Regions from separate parts of the Mus musculus genome. Here region 2 is linked to region 1. A link is a contact called in public HiChIP or PLAC-seq data. All regions are on one chromosome and are shown on one strand. The core of a region is the stretch at or near the end of the contact, and the rest is flanking DNA. Distances in the headings are between cores, read along the strand shown. Region 1 holds the start of Dhcr7 (7-dehydrocholesterol reductase). Region 2 overlaps Shank2 (SH3 and multiple ankyrin repeat domains 2).

Region 1 (3,926 bases), core at 183-2,682:
CCAGTGGTTCTCAACCATCCTAATACCATGGCCCTTCAATACAGCTCCTCATGTTGTGGTGACCGTCTGCCCCCTCCCCCAACTAATTTTGCTGTTATAAACCATAATGTAAATATCTGAGAGGCTCGATATCTGATATTTGACCCTTGCCCAAGAGTCATTTGGCCCTCACAGGGGTTGTGGCTCACAGGTTGAGAACTGCTCACTCAGACCCACAAGGTGGAAGAGGACAGCTGACTCCTGCAGGTTGTCCTCTGACCTCCACATGCACATTATGGCGTGCATATGTACATGAAATAAATAATACATTTGGGTTTTTCTTGTTGTTTTGCTTGTTTCTTGTTTTTCCTATTTAGCCTTCCTGCAGAGGCTTCCAGCACGGATAACCTGAGGTGAGCAGTCTGCAGCTGGGCACAGAGTATCCCCAGTTCTATCTTCTGGGGGCAATGATGAGCTGACCTGAATGTCAACAATACAGGTATATGGAACGCCAACACCCTTCTCTGACCTGAGACCTCTTCTGGCTTCAGTATGCCTTCTCCCAATGCCAATCCATGAGGAATGTCCTCAGGAGCCCTAGAACACGGATCTCTAGTCTTTGCAAACGCCTAGATCTCAATGAAACAGTTCCAAGAATGCGCAGCCCTGCCCCAGGTAACCTTAGAGAGACCCACCAGATCCTAGAGGATGGATGAGGGCAGTGTCTGCCTGGCTGGCAGGGCACTCCTATTTCCACTCTTGCCTTGCTTCCTCACATGTCCCCCAAATTAGGAAGTCGCCCTGAAAGCTCACCAAGCATTACCCTTCTATCTGTTCCCACGCCCAGCGCTGTGAGTCTCTCCTGGGCAAAGCTGGCCTGGACTGCCATGTCCTACCCATTGTGGACTTTGACTTCTTCCTGTCTCCCGCCACCCCAAAACTCACTCTTTAAAATCCTCTGGAAATTGCCCTCAAAGTCCAGGGCCCACTGATTGAGTGCACAGGTGGCCACGGTCACTTTCCGGCCCATGCTGGTTACAGGTTCCAGGCTGGGACGGTGTAATAACGGAGACCACAGGGAAGATACTAGCCGGACTGTCCGGTCTACGCCTGCGTAGCTTGGTTTCCTAGAGGCCCCTCCCCACGGCTCGCCATAGCCCCGCCCCTCTGCCGTCATAGCCCAGCTTCTGCACCGCCTCCAGAACTGCGCCGGCGCAGACCGTGTCTTACCCGGAAGCCCCGTCCTTTCGCCCTCCACAGCCACACCCCTTCTCACTTTCGCAGTGCGCGCCCTTCCGTGAGACCCCGCCCCCGCGGAGATCCTGCACAAAGCGCACCCTTTAAAGTAGGGCCCTAAGGAGCGCCTGCGCAGTAAGGTTGTCTCAGCGTCCCGCTGTTGCCCAAGGTCAGAGCGTCCTGGATCATTTCCTTTGCCATCTGAGCGACTTTTGATAGGTCATGAAAGGCTTGTTTTCTGCCACCAAAAGTAATGTCAGGTTTGCTTTCTGTCGCTGTGATGAACACGTGGCAAAAAGCAGCTGGGGAGGAAAAGGGCTCACTTCACCTTATAGCTCATAGTCTGTAATGAAGGGAAGTTGAGGCAGGAACTGAAGCAGAGACCAAAGAGGACTTCTGCCCACTGGCTTGCTTGAAGGCTTACTCAGCCTGTTTTTTTTTTTTTTTTGCACCACTGAGGACCACCAGCCAGGGGTAGCGCCACCCACAGTGGGCCAAGGCCGTCACATCAATCATCGGTTATGAAAATGCTCCACAGACAAGCACAGGCCAGTCTGATGGAAGGGATCTCTCAAAGTTTCCACTTCGCAGGTGTGTTCAGTTAATTTGTGTCAATTTTGTCAGTAGGAGCTCACAGAGAGCTCACAGAGGGAATGGGTGTGTCCTGCTTCTTTGGCTCACAGCAGTCTGGATTCCCTGTGCATCAACCTGAGCCCTTTCTCATTCCTGTCCCTTTTGCGTTTGGGTAACACCAATCAAAGTAGATACAACTTTTTTTTTCCATTTTTTATTAGGTATTTAGCTCATTTACATTTCCAATGCTATACCAAAAGTCCCCCATACCCACCCACCCCCAATCCCCTACCCACCCACTCCCCCTTTTTGGCCCTGGCGTTCCCCTGTACTGGGGCATATAAAGCTTGCGTGTCCAATGGGCCTCTCTTTCCAGTGATGGCCGACTAGGCCATCTTTTGATACATATGCAGCTAGAGTCAAGAGCTCCGGGGTACTGGTTAGTTCATAATGTTGTTCCGCCTATAGGGTTGCAGATCCCTTTAGCTCCTTGGCTACTTTCTCTAGCTCCTCCATTGGGAGCCCTGTGATCCATCCATTAGCTGACTGTGAGCATCCACTTCTGTGTTTGCTAGGCCCCGGCATAGTCTCACAAGAGACAGCTACATCTGGGTCCTTTCGATAAAATCTTGCTAGTGTATTGTAGTGGCTATTCCTGGTTGTCAACTTGACAATATTTGGAATGAACTACAATTCGGAATTGGAAGGCTCACCAGTGACCCTTATCTGGAGGCTTGGAGATCCTTATCTGGATCTTGGTTTGAAGATCTTGAGCCATAGTGGCTATGGATTCCAGAAGATTTAATCTCCGAGTTAAGGAACACACCTTTAATCTGGGCTATGCCTTTCATTTGGGATTAAAGGTGTGGTGGAACACACCTTTAATCTGGGCTACACCTTTTGCTGGAGACAATATAAGGACATTGGAAGAAGGGAGTCTAGCTCTTGCTCTTGCTCCTTTGCCTGCTTGCTGCGTGAGACTGAGTAACTGCTAGATCCTTGGACTTCCATTCACAGCTGCGACTGAACAATTGTTGGGAATTCGGCTGCCGACTGTAAGTCATCAATAAATTCCTTTACTATTTAGAGATTATCCATAAGTTCTGTGACTCTAGAGAACCCTGACTAATACATGTATGCAATGGTGTCAGCCACTATGTTCATAGCAGCCTTATTTATAATAGCCAGAAGCTGGAAAGAACCCAGATGCCCCTCAACAGAGGAATGGATACAGAAAATGTGGTACATCTACACAATGGAGTACTACTCAGCTATTAAAAAGAATGAATTTATGAAATTTCTAGCCAAATGGATGGACCTGGAGGGCATCATCCTGAGTGAGGTAACACATTCACAAAGGAACTCACACAATATGTACTCACTGATAAGTGGATATTAGCCCAAAACCTAGGATACCCAAGATATAAGATACAATTTCCTAAACACATGAAACTCAAGAAAAATGAAGACTGAAGTGTGGACACTATGCCCCTCCTTAGAAGTGGGAACAAAACACCCTTGGAAGGAGTTACAGAGACAAAGTTTGGAGCTGAGATGAAAGGATGGTCCATGTAGAGACTTCCATATCTAGATACAACTTCTTTAGGTCTAGTTCCTCCTCAGCCATTTTTCCTCAGGCCCAGGGATTCAGGCCTCACTTCCTCCCTCAGAGGAAAGCCAATCTAGACCCTTCAGGCTGCGTCAAGAATGAAGTTCTTAGAATGTGTCTTGATAGATGGGCTACAGCGTCTGCTAGACACCTGTAAAAAGAAGGGCCAGCGTGTGAGTGACACAGCTCTGAGGGGAAAGTTTTCCCCAGTGTAAGTACTGCAGCTCTGTGGGAGTTTTCCTGGCAGTAGGAAGCCAAGGAATACTACAATTCACAGTGCATAGCAAATTTCACACAAGAAATTTATTAGGAAAGACACAAGAGGGTGGCTGCCTCTGCTCAGCCTAAAGGCAGCAGAAACCTGAGTGGGAGGCAGGCTTTATGTAGAGTTTCTTGGGGAAGGTGTATTTTTCAGGGTGGAGATTTCCAGGGTGAGGGATTGGTGGGATTTAAAGTCTTAAGCTTGGGAAAAGCTCAAAGATTGGTGGGACTTTAAGCTCAGGGATTGGTGGGTTTTTGAGCTTAGGGA
Region 2 (3,993 bases), core at 1,031-3,530, 590 kb after region 1:
TGCGGCCAGATGACAGCCTCACCGTCAGCAGCCCCTTTGCTGCGGCCATCGCTGGGGCTGTGCGTGACCGGGAGAAGCGTCTGGAAGCCAGGAGGAATTCCCCAGCCTTCCTCTCCACCGACCTGGGAGATGAGGACGTGGGTCTGGGGCCGCCTGCTCCCCGGATGCAGGCCTCCAAGTTCCCAGAGGAGGGTGGGTTTGGTGACGAGGATGAGACGGAACAACCGCTGTTGCCTACCCCCGGGGCAGCACCCAGGGAGCTGGAGAATCACTTCCTAGGTGGTGGTGAGGCTGGTGCTCAGGGGGAGGCTGGGGGACCCCTGAGTTCCACATCCAAAGCCAAGGGGCCTGAGAGTGGCCCAGCAGCCCCCCTCAAGAGCAGCAGCCCAGCCGGCCCTGAGAATTACGTGCACCCACTCACAGGGCGGCTGCTTGACCCCAGCTCCCCACTGGCCCTGGCACTCTCAGCCAGGGACCGAGCCATGCAGGAGTCCCAGCAGGGGCACAAAGGAGAGGCCCCCAAGGCTGACCTTAACAAGCCTCTCTACATCGATACCAAAATGCGGCCCAGCGTGGAGTCCGGCTTTCCTCCAGTCACCAGACAGAACACCAGGGGTCCCCTGCGACGGCAAGAGACAGAGAACAAGTACGAGACAGACCTGGGCAAGGACCGGAGGGCGGACGACAAGAAGAACATGCTGATCAACATCGTGGACACTGCCCAGCAGAAGTCAGCTGGCCTACTGATGGTGCACACAGTGGACGTCCCCATGGCCGGGCCACCCCTGGAGGAAGAGGAGGACAGAGAGGATGGGGATACAAAGCCAGACCACTCACCCTCCACAGTGCCAGAAGGCGTTCCCAAAACCGAAGGTGCTTTACAGATCTCCGCTGCCCCGGAGCCCGCCGTCGCGCCCGGCAGGACCATCGTGGCGGCGGGCTCCGTGGAAGAGGCGGTGATTCTGCCATTCCGCATCCCCCCTCCCCCTCTGGCATCCGTGGACTTGGATGAGGACTTTCTTTTCACAGAACCGTTGCCTCCCCCCCTGGAATTCGCCAATAGTTTTGATATCCCCGATGACCGGGCAGCTTCAGTTCCCGCTCTGGCTGACCTGGTCAAGCAGAAGAAAAACGACACCTCTCAGCCCCCTACGTTGAACTCCAGCCAACCAGCCAACTCCACAGACAGTAAGAAGCCAGCCGGTATCTCGAACTGTCTGCCCTCCTCGTTCCTGCCACCCCCCGAAAGTTTCGATGCAGTCACCGACTCGGGGATTGAGGAGGTGGACAGCCGGAGTAGCAGCGACCACCACCTGGAGACTACCAGCACCATCTCCACGGTGTCCAGCATCTCCACGCTGTCCTCAGAGGGCGGCGAGAGCATGGACACCTGCACAGTCTATGCAGACGGGCAAGCCTTTGTGGTTGACAAGCCCCCAGTACCTCCAAAGCCAAAAATGAAGCCCATCGTTCACAAGAGCAACGCACTTTACCAAGACACGCTCCCAGAAGAGGACACGGATGGCTTTGTGATCCCCCCACCTGCACCCCCGCCCCCGCCGGGCAGCGCCCAGGCCGGTGTGGCGAAGGTCATCCAGCCAAGGACCTCCAAGTTGTGGGGTGACGTTCCAGAGGTCAAAAGCCCAATTCTCTCAGGCCCAAAGGCAAATGTCATTAGTGAGCTAAACTCCATTCTGCAGCAGATGAACAGGGGGAAATCGGTCAAGCCCGGGGAAGGGCTGGAGCTGCCGGTGGGAGCCAAGTCGGCCAACCTCGCTCCAAGGTAAGTTCCCAATCAGCTTGGGGAATGTGTGGTCCAGTGCTGGCCAAAAGAAACCATTGGGGAGCCACCTATGCAGCCGAGAAGAGGGGACCTGCATGGCCTCTGCCACACCCATTAGGCTATAACCATGTTGCCACCATCCTCCTGTCACCGGACTACGGCAGAGCCAAGGCCATGGCTGCCATGCAGCCTATGACACACCTTCCTAAAGACACATAAAGGAACCAGATTGCACGGGACCAGGCCCACGGTCGCTTCCAGAAGGAAGCTTTGGTCTCTGCTCCGTTTCCTCTGGCCCTTTGCCAGGACTACCTCAAAGGCAGGCAGAGCTCCATTAAAACCCAAACTGGTCAGCAGAGGTGGCCAGTGTCTGAACATGGGTGTACCATTCCCTCTCCCTTAATCCCCCTTGGGGTTGAGGATTTGGAAGGAGCTGGGTCATTGCTCTGGATGAACACCTGCCCCTCTGCTGCATCACCCCACCCAGGGGCAGACGTCACAAAGAAATCACTGCCAGCTGCGCCCGATGGGCCGTTTCCAGCCTCACGTAGGGCTTAACAAGCTACCTTCATTGGGATGGGGGGGGGGGTAGAATAAACACATTCTTCCTAAGTCCAAACAGAAGGTTCTAGAACAGCCCCCTGTGTGGTTTCAGGATGGTACTCGGCAGCCTTGCAGGCCCCACCCTCACTCATGGCCTTTCTGTTTTTGTTCCTTGTGTGATGTACACTCGTGCTGTCTTTCCGCTTCCGTGTGTGTAGTGCTCAGCCTCTCTGGCTGACAGTTGAGCTCAGGTTTCATCGGTTTGACTAATGAAGTCTTTCTTTATTCTCCCGCTGGGCAGGCATCTGATTCAAACAACCGAGCCCATTAATCAGGGACATCACACTGCATCTGAGTCTTGAGGTTTGGGCTGTGAGCCACAATTCTTCCTGTTACCTTTTGGTGTGGTTGTAAATGGAGGACTTGGACGGCTCCTTAACTCCTTTGAGAAATACTGATTGGCGGCTGTTGTAAAGAAGTGTGCGGATGCCACCGCTTGGTAATGGGAAACCTGCTACAGGTGGTGTGCAGAAGCAAGCTCCCGTGGCTCCCTGCTAGCTTGGGCGGGCCTGCAGAAACCCTCCACTCTGGTGGGTGGGAGGTGGGGTAACCACACACCTGCATATTTTAAACATGTCCAGGAGTCTCACAGCAACCTTGGAATATGCTTGGTTCATATTTTTCCTCTATAGAGTCTTTTATGCCACAGCCTCTTGTGAAAGTAATATTTGCAAGCCCTTGGGGTGGCGTCCCTCACGACTGGGCAGCATGATCCTGTGTGTTAAGTCCATTCTTCAGAGAGGCCGAGCAGGTATTGCAGCCTCTCTCTAAAAGTGAGGTTACAATAGCTGCCCAGTCTTCAACAGGAGAAAAGCTGAGGTGGCCGCTGGCATTGGGAAGGTGCGGGGGGGGGGGGGGGGGTTGCAGGGGAATTCTGAATCGCAGCAGATGACCCTTGCTGCCTTTCTTTTTCTGGTTAGACAATGTCTGGTGGCTCCCAGGAGAGGGAAGGAGACTTACCCTCCACTGGGGGCTGGGACTATTGTCTTTCCCTACTCCAGGTAGGTGCCAGATGTGGGCTGGGTGCTCAGAGAGAGCATCACTAGCACTCAAAAACTGGCTCCACCCAGCCAGTCTATTCCTGGCGCAGACCTCTCAGAGCAAGGACTTTAGCCAACGCCTACAAAGGACCAACAAACATTGGCCATTCTGTCACATAGGTACCAGCAACGTGGCCATCAACCAGCAGAGAGAGAAATCTGAGGCAAAGAGTCAAAGGGACTGTATGGGAAGGTTCTAGAAGCTGAGGCTGGGGGTTGGCTTCGGAAAAAGGGATCACCACTGAAGACCATCTACAAGACTGAGCTCCTGGGAAGAAAGGAACCGCCATTAGACCTAGAACTCCCCTGCTAATGAGGGGAGAGATGACTGTTGTTGACCTCAAGCAGTAGAGGAAACACAGGCCTCTGACCCTCCTTTTCAAATCTAAGGATTGCACTGGGTTGGGCATGGGCTTAGGGTCCTGGGATGCCAGCAGCAACTGCGAGACACAGAGGGCCACAGGCTGGGGTAGCCGTTCACAGAACCATGCATGCATCCTGTATGGGATATGCAGGTGACCGAGCTCTGCCTCTTGCCTTGGTGCACTGGCCTCTTGCCTACATTGC

What was found. HiChIP or PLAC-seq counts read pairs in DNA pulled down with a chosen protein or histone mark.
Region 2: an H3K4me3 HiChIP or PLAC-seq map of forebrain shows a contact between it and region 1, with 6 times the contacts expected there. The contact joins the enhancer-like site here to the promoter of Dhcr7 in region 1. A contact is called at or near these places in 2 of 39 promoter capture datasets (the 3T3-L1 cell line and embryonic stem cells), 1 of 15 datasets of contacts at CTCF or cohesin (the NIH/3T3 cell line), 16 of 484 Hi-C or Micro-C datasets (the C2C12 cell line, the N1E-115 cell line, cardiomyocytes and 11 more), 15 of 115 datasets of contacts at active chromatin or transcription factors (the NIH/3T3 cell line, astrocytes, differentiating embryonic stem cells and 8 more) and 1 of 9 other capture datasets (adipose tissue).

The regions. Positions count from the first base shown.
Region 1 is chr7:143,821,735-143,825,660 of GRCm38.p6, forward strand. It overlaps Dhcr7 (7-dehydrocholesterol reductase), which reads left to right and starts at 1,433. Exons shown (of 9, transcript NM_007856.2): 1 at 1,433-1,806. Nadsyn1 (NAD synthetase 1) reads right to left here and starts at 1,118. Exons shown (of 21, transcript NM_030221.2): 1 at 925-1,118. The coding sequence starts at 1,009.
Region 2 is chr7:144,410,086-144,414,078 of GRCm38.p6, forward strand. Shank2 (SH3 and multiple ankyrin repeat domains 2) reads left to right here. Exons shown (of 16, transcript NM_001113373.3): 15 at 1-1,783. Among named protein-coding and RNA genes, the nearest start is that of Gm14372, 5.1 kb to the left of the region's middle. Within about 2 kb of position 2,281, at least 18 of the 459 cell types and tissues checked have an H3K27ac peak or open chromatin away from gene starts, as enhancers often do. A contact at or near this core is called in embryonic forebrain and forebrain, where this site is marked.